2 separate regions of the Mus musculus genome follow, and region 2 is linked to region 1. The links are chromatin contacts, called in public promoter capture Hi-C maps. All regions are on one chromosome and are shown on one strand. The core of a region is the stretch at or near the end of the contact, and the rest is flanking DNA. Distances in the headings are between cores, read along the strand shown. Region 1 overlaps Usp8 (ubiquitin specific peptidase 8). Region 2 holds the start of Usp50 (ubiquitin specific peptidase 50).

What was found. Promoter capture Hi-C pulls out the DNA fragments that hold promoters and counts their contacts.
Region 2: a contact with region 1 is called in a promoter capture Hi-C map of liver, with 2.7 times the contacts expected there. The contact joins the promoter of Usp50 here to the enhancer-like site in region 1. A contact is called at or near these places in 17 of 39 promoter capture datasets (the 3T3-L1 cell line, 3T3-L1-derived adipocytes, the C10 cell line and 12 more), 9 of 484 Hi-C or Micro-C datasets (8-cell embryo, the AML12 cell line, the HPC-5 cell line and 4 more), 1 of 115 datasets of contacts at active chromatin or transcription factors (embryonic stem cells) and 4 of 9 other capture datasets (adipose tissue, embryonic stem cells, liver and 1 more).

Annotation. Positions count from the first base shown.
Region 1 is chr2:126,726,313-126,731,626 of GRCm38.p6, reverse strand. It overlaps Usp8 (ubiquitin specific peptidase 8), which reads right to left. Exons shown (of 19, transcript NM_019729.3): 5 at 2,305-2,467. Among named protein-coding and RNA genes, the nearest start is that of Usp8, 22 kb to the right of the region's middle. Within about 2 kb of position 2,201, at least 6 of the 459 cell types and tissues checked have an H3K27ac peak or open chromatin away from gene starts, as enhancers often do. A contact at or near this core is called in liver, where this site is marked.
Region 2 is chr2:126,781,556-126,786,830 of GRCm38.p6, reverse strand. Usp50 (ubiquitin specific peptidase 50) reads left to right here and starts at 3,371. Exons shown (of 7, transcript NM_029163.3): 1 at 3,371-3,611. The coding sequence starts at 3,544.

The DNA.
Region 1 (5,314 bases), core at 952-3,451:
AGTTTACATTTTCCGAGGCAACATGACATAACCTTGTAAGATGCTAGCTCATTTTATAGATGGGAAAACTGAGGACCCGCTTGAACCTATGGGTCAAAGTTAGTAACACACTTGTAGGTACACATTTGCCCAAGTTATATATATCGTCTGGCTCCTAGCATGACACAATATGAAACACAGGGTATCATCCGCAGAGAATTCTCATCATGAAACTAAACAGCACTGCCCTGACACTGCAGGAAATAAAGGAAAGCCTACAGGCTGGGGGAAAGTGTGGTTCACTTTCTTTATTCAGTCAAGTACATGGTATGACGAAGTTTCAGAGGAAGAGAATCTTAAAGGGAAATTATTTTAGCGCCTTAAGAGATATAACAATCAGAAGACAGTTCACTGTTTTGCATCATGATTCAACAAATTAACTTGTGAACAAATTAACTTGTGAAATTAACTTGTGGACAAATTAACTTGTGAAATTAACATGCAGGCAACAGCAAAATCCGAATACAGACTGAGCACCCGGGGATACTAAGGAGTTACTATTAAGTTTACAGGGTGGCGAGGACTACAGTTATGAGAACTGTGCAGCAAAGCAGTTAGCAGTAAAGTAGCAGAGCAGCTACTCAAATAGTACAAATACTCAAGCCGAGAGCGAGAGTGAGAGCGAGAGAAACAGTGTAGGAGACAAAGTGGGCAAATGTTAACGTCACAGTAACAGGGTGGGAGATGTAGCACAGCTGGTCATTTGCTTACCCTAGCATGCCATTAGCTTGGCAAGATTACAAGGGCCTATAATCTTAGAAATTGGGGCAAAGGCAAAAAGCAGAAATTCAAGGCCAGCCTTAACGACTTAAGTGAGCCTGGGCTACAAGAGACTCTGTCTCAAATTAGAGAAAAAAAGTGACTACTCACTTCTAAAAAGGCAATAAGGGGCTTGAGAGCTGACTCAGCAGTTAAGAGCATTGACTGCTGACTCTTAACACCAGCACCCACATGGCAGCTCACAACTGTCTGTAACTCCAAGATCTGACTCCCGCACTCAGACATACATGGAGGGAAAACACCAATGCCCAAAGAATAAAAATAAATTATCTTAAAAAACAAACAAAAGAAAAGGCAACAAAATGAAAGATTCCCCTTTAAGTCCGGTTATTGCTTACGGCAGCCACTTGACCTGTTGAGAAGGTTAGTGGTTTGTCTCCCTGTGAATTCCAACAATGGGAGATCAGACTGCTTAACCCAGTGAGACCTCTCCCAAATACCAGCAATCCACACTAGCAACAGGGGAACACTACGTACCCCTAAGAAACACAGGGATCAGAGGGAGCAAAGCACAGCCTCCAAGGAGTTCAACAACTGAAAACCACTTACATCTTCAGGAGAGTAATTCTGAGAAAGTAAGGAAGGGGCACAGTGACAGCTGGCAGAGATTGTGTCACTGGTGGCTTTTGATAAAGACATCTTGTACACATGCTAAGAAGATTGAATAAAACGCTGAACAGGACAGACAAAGGGAAAACTGGAATAGAGGAAGAAAGGAATAGATGGCGTGTGTGCCTAAGACTCCAGTAACCAAAACTGTTTGGGACCAAATAAAGCAGCAAACCAAGTCCTTTGCTCTTTATTTTATTTTTGTTTTTTGGGCAGGGTTTCCCTGTGTGGCCCTGGCTGGCCTGGAACTCACTTGAATGAACTCTGAGCTCTACCTGCCTCTGCTGGGATTAAAGGCACTCACCTTACCACCATGCCTGGCCCTGGTCCTTCTCTTAATGGAGATTTATCAGTAGGAAAAAGACACCTTAGACCTCGTTTTAAGACCTTCATTTGGGCCGGGCATGGTGGCTCACGCCTTTAATCCCAGCACTCGGGAGGCAGAGGCAGGCGGATTTCTGAGTTCGAGGCCAGCCTGATCTACAGAGTGAGTTCCAGGACAGCCAGGGCTATACAGAGAAACCCTGTCTCAAGAAACCAAAAAAAAAAAAAAAAAAGATCTTCATTTGGCAAACCTGAGTCCAAGAGTTGTTAAGCAAAACTCACACAGGCCCAGAACTAGATAGATAGATGACAATCCAATGGTTCCTCTCAGGCCACCCTCCTTCCACTGTAGTGACTGCTAACATTGTAACCAGTGACCAGGACAGTGCTGCTGTGGAAGCTCACAGGAAAACCTGCAGTCAGGACCTTTGATTCTAATTCCAACCAATGGTATCCCTATTGCCTCAAAAGAACTTTACAGTGGCAGTGCACCTCCTCCAGATAGGTCACCTGGCAAACAGGACCAGCGTTTACACAATAAACTTGCAATACCCTTTGGGTTTTGGTTTTGGAATCCAGTAAATTTTCCACAGAGCGTTTGGCTGCCGCACCGCTGTCCTCTCTCCCCATCTCCTGCCTTTTCTGTTGCTGCAGCTGCTCTTCCTCCCGTCTGTCCTTTTCTTCAAGTTGTTTCCGAACTTCAGCCTCTTCGTATCTAGTTGAAAGAAGCTTCCTATTAATGTGATGGAGTATAGCTAAGGGCGTTCATGTTTCATACTTAGCATCTTGGCTTGGGAGAATTCTGCTAGAGTTCCCATACAAACCACATGCATCTGCCCTCAGGGGCTGTCTGTGTACTTTAAACTGGACAAACACCTTGAAAAATAAATGTTATGCTCTTTTTATTAATGTTGTTCTTGCTTTTTCACTAATTTCAAGTAATTATCAATTCTGCTACAATTTCACTTTTTAAACAAACTCTTGATTCACTCTGGAAGAGGACTTCTCCCAGTATCTCACTGTGTAGATGATTTAGATCAAAATGTTAAAACAAGTATTCAAGAAAGGTATTAACCACATCAACTGGAGAATTATTATCAAAGTCAAGACGTGATTATCTTCTATTTTGCTAAATGTTAAACAAGCTATGGTGAGTACAGTTTGCAGCTATCCTAAGACATTGCTCACCCAGTCATTAGTGAATACAGTAATGACTGCTGGTTCTGAACTTAAGAGGATCAGGGGAGATGGAGACAGAGACAGAGATGGGGTGGTGAGGGAAGGAAGAGAGAAGGTAGAGCCGAGAGAGAAAAGGGTAACAAATAATTTACTCCAGTCAGTTAGGAAAGAACGAACTAAAACTCTGGCATGCTTATACTGTCTATTGTCCATACTTGTATATGAAGGACATATACCTCCCCAGACAGCCACAGCTCTGGACTGCCACAAAGATAAGGAGCAGGCAGGGTGAAGAACTGGGAAGGGGAAGGACATCTGTCAAACTCTCTAATTTTGATGGTTTTATTCCTAACACCAGGACTTCATGTGCTGAAGAGGCAGCTAAAACTAATACAGAGCGCCAAAGTTTCAGCCCTCTTTGCATAAAGTTGTCCCAGTCTATAGCCAACACCCAAACTAAGTAAGAACAGAGCAAACACTGAGGAAACAGCTAACTTTAAAAGACATTCCAGATGCTGACTACCACAGGCAAGACAGTGTATAAAATCCAACCCAGCCAAGTTCACCACCATTCTAGAACAAAATACCCTAACACTCTTGAAGGGAATAAAACCCACCATGTCCGAAACTAACCAACACAGCAAGAAAATAAGACATCCAGAGAGAAAGGGCAAGCAGTGCAAACTGGCTGAGATAAACCTGAATGACAGATTTAAAACAGCAATCACAGCAGCTAACCAACTCTGGCCATGGCTATGTGAAACATGGTTTGTAATGACTAAACATAAAGGACACTTCTGTAAAAAAGCAGATACTATAAAATAGCTAAACAGAAATTCTAGAGTTAAAATGTTTCTGAAAAATAACCTGAAAACTGGAGACAACATTTACAACCTAAAGAGCAACAAAAACTATGACAAGAGAGGCTTAGACAGCAACAGAAACAGCCTCAGGTGGATTTCCTGACAAACCAAAGGCCTGTCACAAGAATAGCCAGAGTGCCAGTAAGAGAATGAAACAGAATAAAAATATTTGAAGAAATCATAGCCCCAAACTCCCCAAATTTGATAAAAGACATAGATTTACAGATGCAGAGTCCAGTAATCCCAATTAGAAAAAATAGAAAAATAATGGTAGTCACATCATAGACTGCTACTAAAGAGAAAATCTCAAGCCAGGAAAGAAGGACATAAGACATACAGTAAATTAACAACAGGACCAACTGGTGGGGATTTCCATGTCAGAATCAATAGAAGACAGCTGGGCATGGCCCTGCACATTTAATTCCAGCGCCCCAAAGGCTTCTGTGACTCTGATGCTGGCCTGGTCTATATAAAAGCGTTCCAGGCTAGCCAGAGCTACCAAGGGGGACAAAAGACAAAACAAACAAACACAACAACAAAAACCCTGTCAACTCAGAAGCACGAATCTTATGAAAACATTACTTAGGAACAAGGGCATCAGTTCATAACTTAGTCTGACAGAGAGAATGACTCCCACAAGCTGTGGCAGACGACCACATGCTCCCACCCAAACAAATAAGCAAGCAAATGAAAAACAGGAGTAAAAATAAAAGTATTTCTAGATAAGAAAAGTGAAGAACTTGTTCCTCACAAATGTGGACTACCAGAAAAGCTAGGGCGATTCTCTAGAGCCCAGCAAGGAGTCAGGCAGACACCTGCATCATGTAGCAACAGAGCGAGCCAGAAAACAGGACAGGAAAGGCAGGTAGAGAAAAAAGTACTTCCCCTTGCTTTCCTTAAGCATATATGCTACGGCCGGTTTAGGCATGAACAGAGGGACCATGTCAGTGAGGCAGACTGTCAGGATAAATGGAAAAGTAGGACAGAATGAAATTGAATGGGCTGCCAGTAATGAAGGAAAGCTGCAGGCCAGCCTCAAAGGAGAGACTGTTTCCAGATAAGAGAAACAGTGATGGAATTCATCAGGAATGTATGATAACCATAGATGTATAAATTCCTAAATCCAACTTAAGATACACAAAAGCTCAATGTGATTACAGAGAGAAATAAAGTATTTGTTTAGATTTTTAGTATCCTGTCATAATAATTGTTACAACCTCGTTGCCAAAATAAACACCCCATGAAACAAAACAAAAACTCATAACAAACCACCACCACCTCCAGTAACAAAAGCTGGGCTAGACCAGGCCTGGAAACGCAGGTCCATAACCTCAGATATTTGAGACGGTGAGGCAGGAGGGCTGCAAATTCAAGGATAGTCTGGGCAACTCATGGCAGTGTGTGTGTGTGTGTGTGTGTGTGTGTGTGTGTGTGTGTGTGTGTGTGTGTGTGTGTGTGTGTATCTTTCCAAGTTCGAGCATTTGTGGTAGCACAGGGCCTAGGTTCAAAATCCTTGAGGG
Region 2 (5,275 bases), core at 2,122-4,621, 54 kb before region 1:
GCACTGACTGCTCTACCAGAGGTCCTGAGTTCAATTCCCAGCAACCACATGGTGGCTCACAACCATCTGTAATGGGATCCGATGCCCTCTTCTGGTGTGTCTGAAGACAGTGACAGTGTATTCACATACATGAAATAGATATATAATTTTTTTTAAAATCTAAAGTGAAAACAACCTTTCTTGGGAGAAATCAAAGAAAAGTGAGAAACTAGGGAAAAACAAGTGGGAAGGGTCCCAAGAGAGAAATAAACATTGAGTTGGTTCGTTGTTTAGGGGCTTTTTATAGGATTTAGACCAGAAACTGGACAAAGACTGAGAACCCCAGCTGGACATAGTGGCTCCTGTCTTTAATAGAAGAAGCACTTGGGAGGCAGAGACAGGTGGAACTCTGAGTTCAAGGCCAGCCTAGACTACAGTTCCAGGACAGTCAAGGCTATAGAGAAACTGTCTCAAACAAACAAACCATATTGAGAGTCCTATTGCAAATGGTTGATTCTCTGCACACAGGGAGCAGGGCAATGAAAGGTTTACATACTCTGTGCACGTTCTTCTGATCCACGCAGATAGAAGAGCGGTCCCTCTCTCAAGCGCCCTGATCACCTCTGACTTGCTTTGTTGAGCTTGACTGGTTTGCCGGCTGTTAGCCTGGGCTGCCAGGGCCATCTCGGCCAACCTTGCAAGTATTGCTGCTCTGACCTAGATGGGGTCTGTGAACTCAGGACCTCTGGAAGAGCAGTCAGTGCTCCTAACTGCTGAGCCATCTCTCCAGCCCCCTCACTTTAGATTTTTATTCATCACAATTGTGAGAGAATTCAAGAGCCCCAACCTTGATTTAACTTTCACCAGCTGTTTAGTCTCTGGAAGTCTCTGGCACACAGCTGCCTGGATGGACAAAGATCTCAATGATCTCTAAATTGCATCATATTGAAGATGATTTTATGTATGGGTAAACCTCACTCTTCTCAATTTCGCAGTGTGGTCTCTTACCAGAGAGCATTTCTCCTTGGTCCTTGTCTTCTTGCAGGAAATAATTCAGCCATGATGCAGTTTAAGTATAAATTTATCATCCCAGAGAGACTGAGGAGGGAAGGAAGGCTGGTTGAGCAGGGAGGATCTGCCCACTGGGTTATATGCTGGGGGCTTTTACAAGGTTTTATCACTAATTGTGAGAGGGGTTCTATATCCCTAGAGGCGAAGTAGCCCAGTCACCTCCAAGTCATTGCACCTCATCTCACCTTTTATTAAAACATTCCTTGTAAGTTTCTAGAAAAGCCCACGAGAAGAGGGGTCTCAACCCGCAATGCAAAGGACAAAGGACTGCACAGGCTGCGAAGGACGGTATGGAGTTCGGGTGGTGGTGCAGCCCTGCTTTACAGGTTCTTTGTAACTGTGCCAGAGCGGCAACAAGGAAAGTGCCTGGCACTTTAATTCCTGATCCAGCAGGAAGAAGCTAAGCTGCAGCATCAAGGATGCTTAACCATGGAGCATTCTCACCTGCCAAGACACAGCAGTTTCTGTTGTTACATCACACAGAATTCCTTACCTTCCAACCTCACTAGCAGATTAACATTGACGTTTTCACAAAAATCCATTATGTATCACCCATAGCATAAAAACCAAGTGGATTGGAATAACATAGTCACCCTTGCTACTCAACTTTAGCTTAACATAAATATGTGAAAAGAGCATAGACTGCACTTTCATATTGTCAAAATATTTAAAATACATGGGTGTAGATTTTGAAAGTACTGCACAATTTTCAGATGACTAGAAAGAAATATCTAAGAGGGGCAGATTAAAACAAGCCACCAAAGAGATAAGGAAAAATTAAGAAGCAGCCCTCTTACTTTAGTGTGAGCTGTATGAGCTGTGGGCAGTGGTGCCCTGGTGTGCAGATGAGGCAGGAATGTCACGTGCTAGGCAGTGGGAACACAGCATTGAGGACTGATGAGACAGGAGCTATGCTAGGGCTGTCAGAAGCTAGGTGTCTCCCAGTTAGAGTTAGATTGTATAGGAAGGGAAAATAAATCTAGAAAGGTTGTGACTATTGGTGTGAATTCTGATTCTCAATACATATATGCACATACACAGAGGGGCATCATTATGGATCTAATGTATATTTCTTAGTCATTGTGTGTGTTGCCGGGTGGTTTGGCATAGTGTGTGAGAGAGATCGATGTCATGTGGTGTGTGTTGCAGTGTGTGGCTTACGACTAAAAGGCCTAGAAAGGACACTGCAATCTGTTGAGTGCCTGCAGGCTGTGTGTGCTCCTGGAGCCCAGCTTTCATGAGCTGTCACTCATACTGGGGTCTTCGGTGACACAGCTGAGTCCTATTTGCTCCTGATCTCTCCACCCATATGCCCTAACTGACCCCACTGAAACTCATTGCTCTATGAAGTTGGACTTTGAGAGTATTTTTCCTTCAGCCTGTCTTCAGTACCCTACCTGGGATAAACTGATCCTAAGGGCTCTCTGCCTGCTCTCTGCTGGTGCTTGGCTGACCCAGTAGATCTGCTCAGAGAGCAGGCCAGCAGCAACTAGGCACTCCAGAGGCAAGGCCCCAGCACGGGTGCTTTCCCAGGTCACAGCCCCATGCTTTTAGTTAGAACTGAGGATGCCATCCTTTTCCTCCAGTGGAAAAGTCTGAGTTCAGAAAACCATGTGTGCCCCAGAGGCCACAGCTTGTAAATCCTATAATAAGCCTGTGTGGTGGTTTAAATATGCTTGGCCTATTAGGAGGTGTGGCCTTGTTGGAGGAAATGTGTCATTGTGGGGGTGGGCAATGATTCTTTTCTCCTAACTACATGGGAGCCAGTCTTCTAGTGTCCTTCAGATGAAGATATAGAACTCTCAGCTCCTCCTGCACCATGTCTGCCAGGACATGCCCTTGTTCTCCACCTTGATGATAATGGACTGAACCTCTAAAACTGTAAGCCAGCCCCATTTAAATGTTGTCCTTAGAAGAGTTGCCTTGGTCATGGTGTCTGTCCACAGCAGTAAAACCCTAACAGCCTGTGTACTATGGGTATGTGCCCATATCCAGCTGTGTCTCCATCCCAAGAATAAACAATTCTGGTGACCTCACTGTGTATGCATCGGGATGAGAAAAATCTCACTACCTCCTCCATAGGGGAAGAGATGTCCCTCTAGGGTTCATGGGAGCAGTGTTGCCACACACTGTCCCCAAATCCAGAGGGTGAACATCTCTGTGTGCTTGTGTGTGAGAAACCCAGAAATAGAGGGAGAGCTGTGATGTGGACAATTCGTTCTCAGAAAGTTGATCTTTCAGAAGCATTTCAAACAAACAAATAATGGTATCCCTTGACAACACGTTAGAACCTTGGTATGAAGGGTGACAATTGTGATGCAGGGGAGGATCCAAGAAGAACTGGGCCTGAGTCAAGTGAAATCAGACAGCAACAACACAAAGGGGGGAGGGGGGCATTCAAACGGTTCAAAACCAAAAACAAGCCAGGGAGCAGTCCTGGAGAAATGAAGTTAAAAGGATCAAAGGTAGCTCGTGAGTAGAAGTGAAAGCCTGATGTGCTTCATTGACATGGCGTCTCATCGGCCGGTCCCTGCAGACGACTTCGGTGCCTACTACAACCTGTGAGCCTCTATGTCCTGTGCCTTTATAGATAACCTCAGGAGTGGGGGGCTGGGGGAGGGCTTACCTAGAGGGGGCATGGCACCTGTTGCATTTGGGAGGGCTCTGCCAGATTTGACCCATGAAGGACCCAGAAGAGATAACATACATGTACTCCCTGATCAGTCAGCTCAGGGCCTCCGTGACATCACTGAGTAAAAGTGAGAATGGCACACTTTTCAGATGGGTGAAACTGAGCAGAGGCACTGAGTGAGGCCGCTGAGCGGTGGGGCCTGGATTTCAGATTCAGTCTGTGGGAAGAAAGGTAATAAAGGACAAAGGTGGTGAGCGGCCCTACTGAATCGGTCAGATAAGAGGGAGCTGTGCAGATCAAGGAGGCCTCCTGGAGCCTGCAGTATTTCCCATCTCTGCATGCTGGGCAGATGCTCCAGTCCCGTCTCTCCACATTAAGTCATTTATTCTTTTAAAGATTTTATTTTATGTATATGAATGCTTTGCTGACAATTTAAGCACACCAAAGCAGTGCTCTTGGAGGCCAGAAGAGGGCATTAGATCCCTTGGAACTGGAGACACAAATGGTTGTGAGCTGCCATGTGGTTGCTGGGAAGTGAGCCAGGATCTTCTGAAAGAACAGCAGAAATGCTCTTAACTGCTGAGCCATCTCTTCAGAACCCAAGCTGTGTGTGTGTGTGTGTGTGTGTGTGTGTGTGTATGCACGTATATCTGTATATGTGTGTATACATATATATGTATATATGTGTGTATACATGTAAATATACGTGTATACATACTATACAGGTACATAGATGTATATATACATATATACATACACACATAGACATATATACACACATGTGTATGTGTATATAAGTATATATACATATGTGTGTGTGTGTATAAATATACACTTGTCTTTTTTTGGACACAGGGTTTCTCTGTGTAGCCTTAGCTATTCGTTCTAGAACCCACTCTGTACACCAGGTTAGCCTCAGACTCAGAGATCCCCCCTGCTGCTGCCTCCTGAACGCTAGGATCAAAGGTTTGCACCACCAATAACTGGCTATGTTGTATTCTTTTAAAAGATATCATTTATTATGTGATCTAAGCTAAGCACCTTGCATGGCACCTGCATGGCCCTCGCAGTAACCCTGCCAGGAAGAGGTAGTGTTCCTTGTTTTGCTGGGGGATCAGGAGCTTGAGGCCAAAGCCAGTGCCTCACACAGGCCAAGGACACTTTCTCATGCTGAATGTTTCTGTGTTATAAATGAGCAAACATAAGAACCCTAATCATAAATATATATAATCAGTTATTAGCGTAGCAATGTGCATGTATGCACACATATGTATGCATATATACATACCTGTGCCCTTAACATATGAATGTATATGTTCCTACTATGTGTATGTATCATGCTCACTATAGCTGTCTCCAGACACCAAAAGAAGCTACAAAGGCTCAAAGTTACAACCCTTTAACGGCCCCATAAAGCACTTGCTGGGATTTGAACTGGGGTCCTTTGAATCCATAGTCAGTGTTCTTACCCACTGAGCCACAGCTCCAACACTGTATTATGTTCTCCATATGTCACCTATAGAGTTATATTCATTCTCAGCATATGCTGTAATTCCATATAATTTAATGGCCAGGTAAGGTAGGTAAATGCCT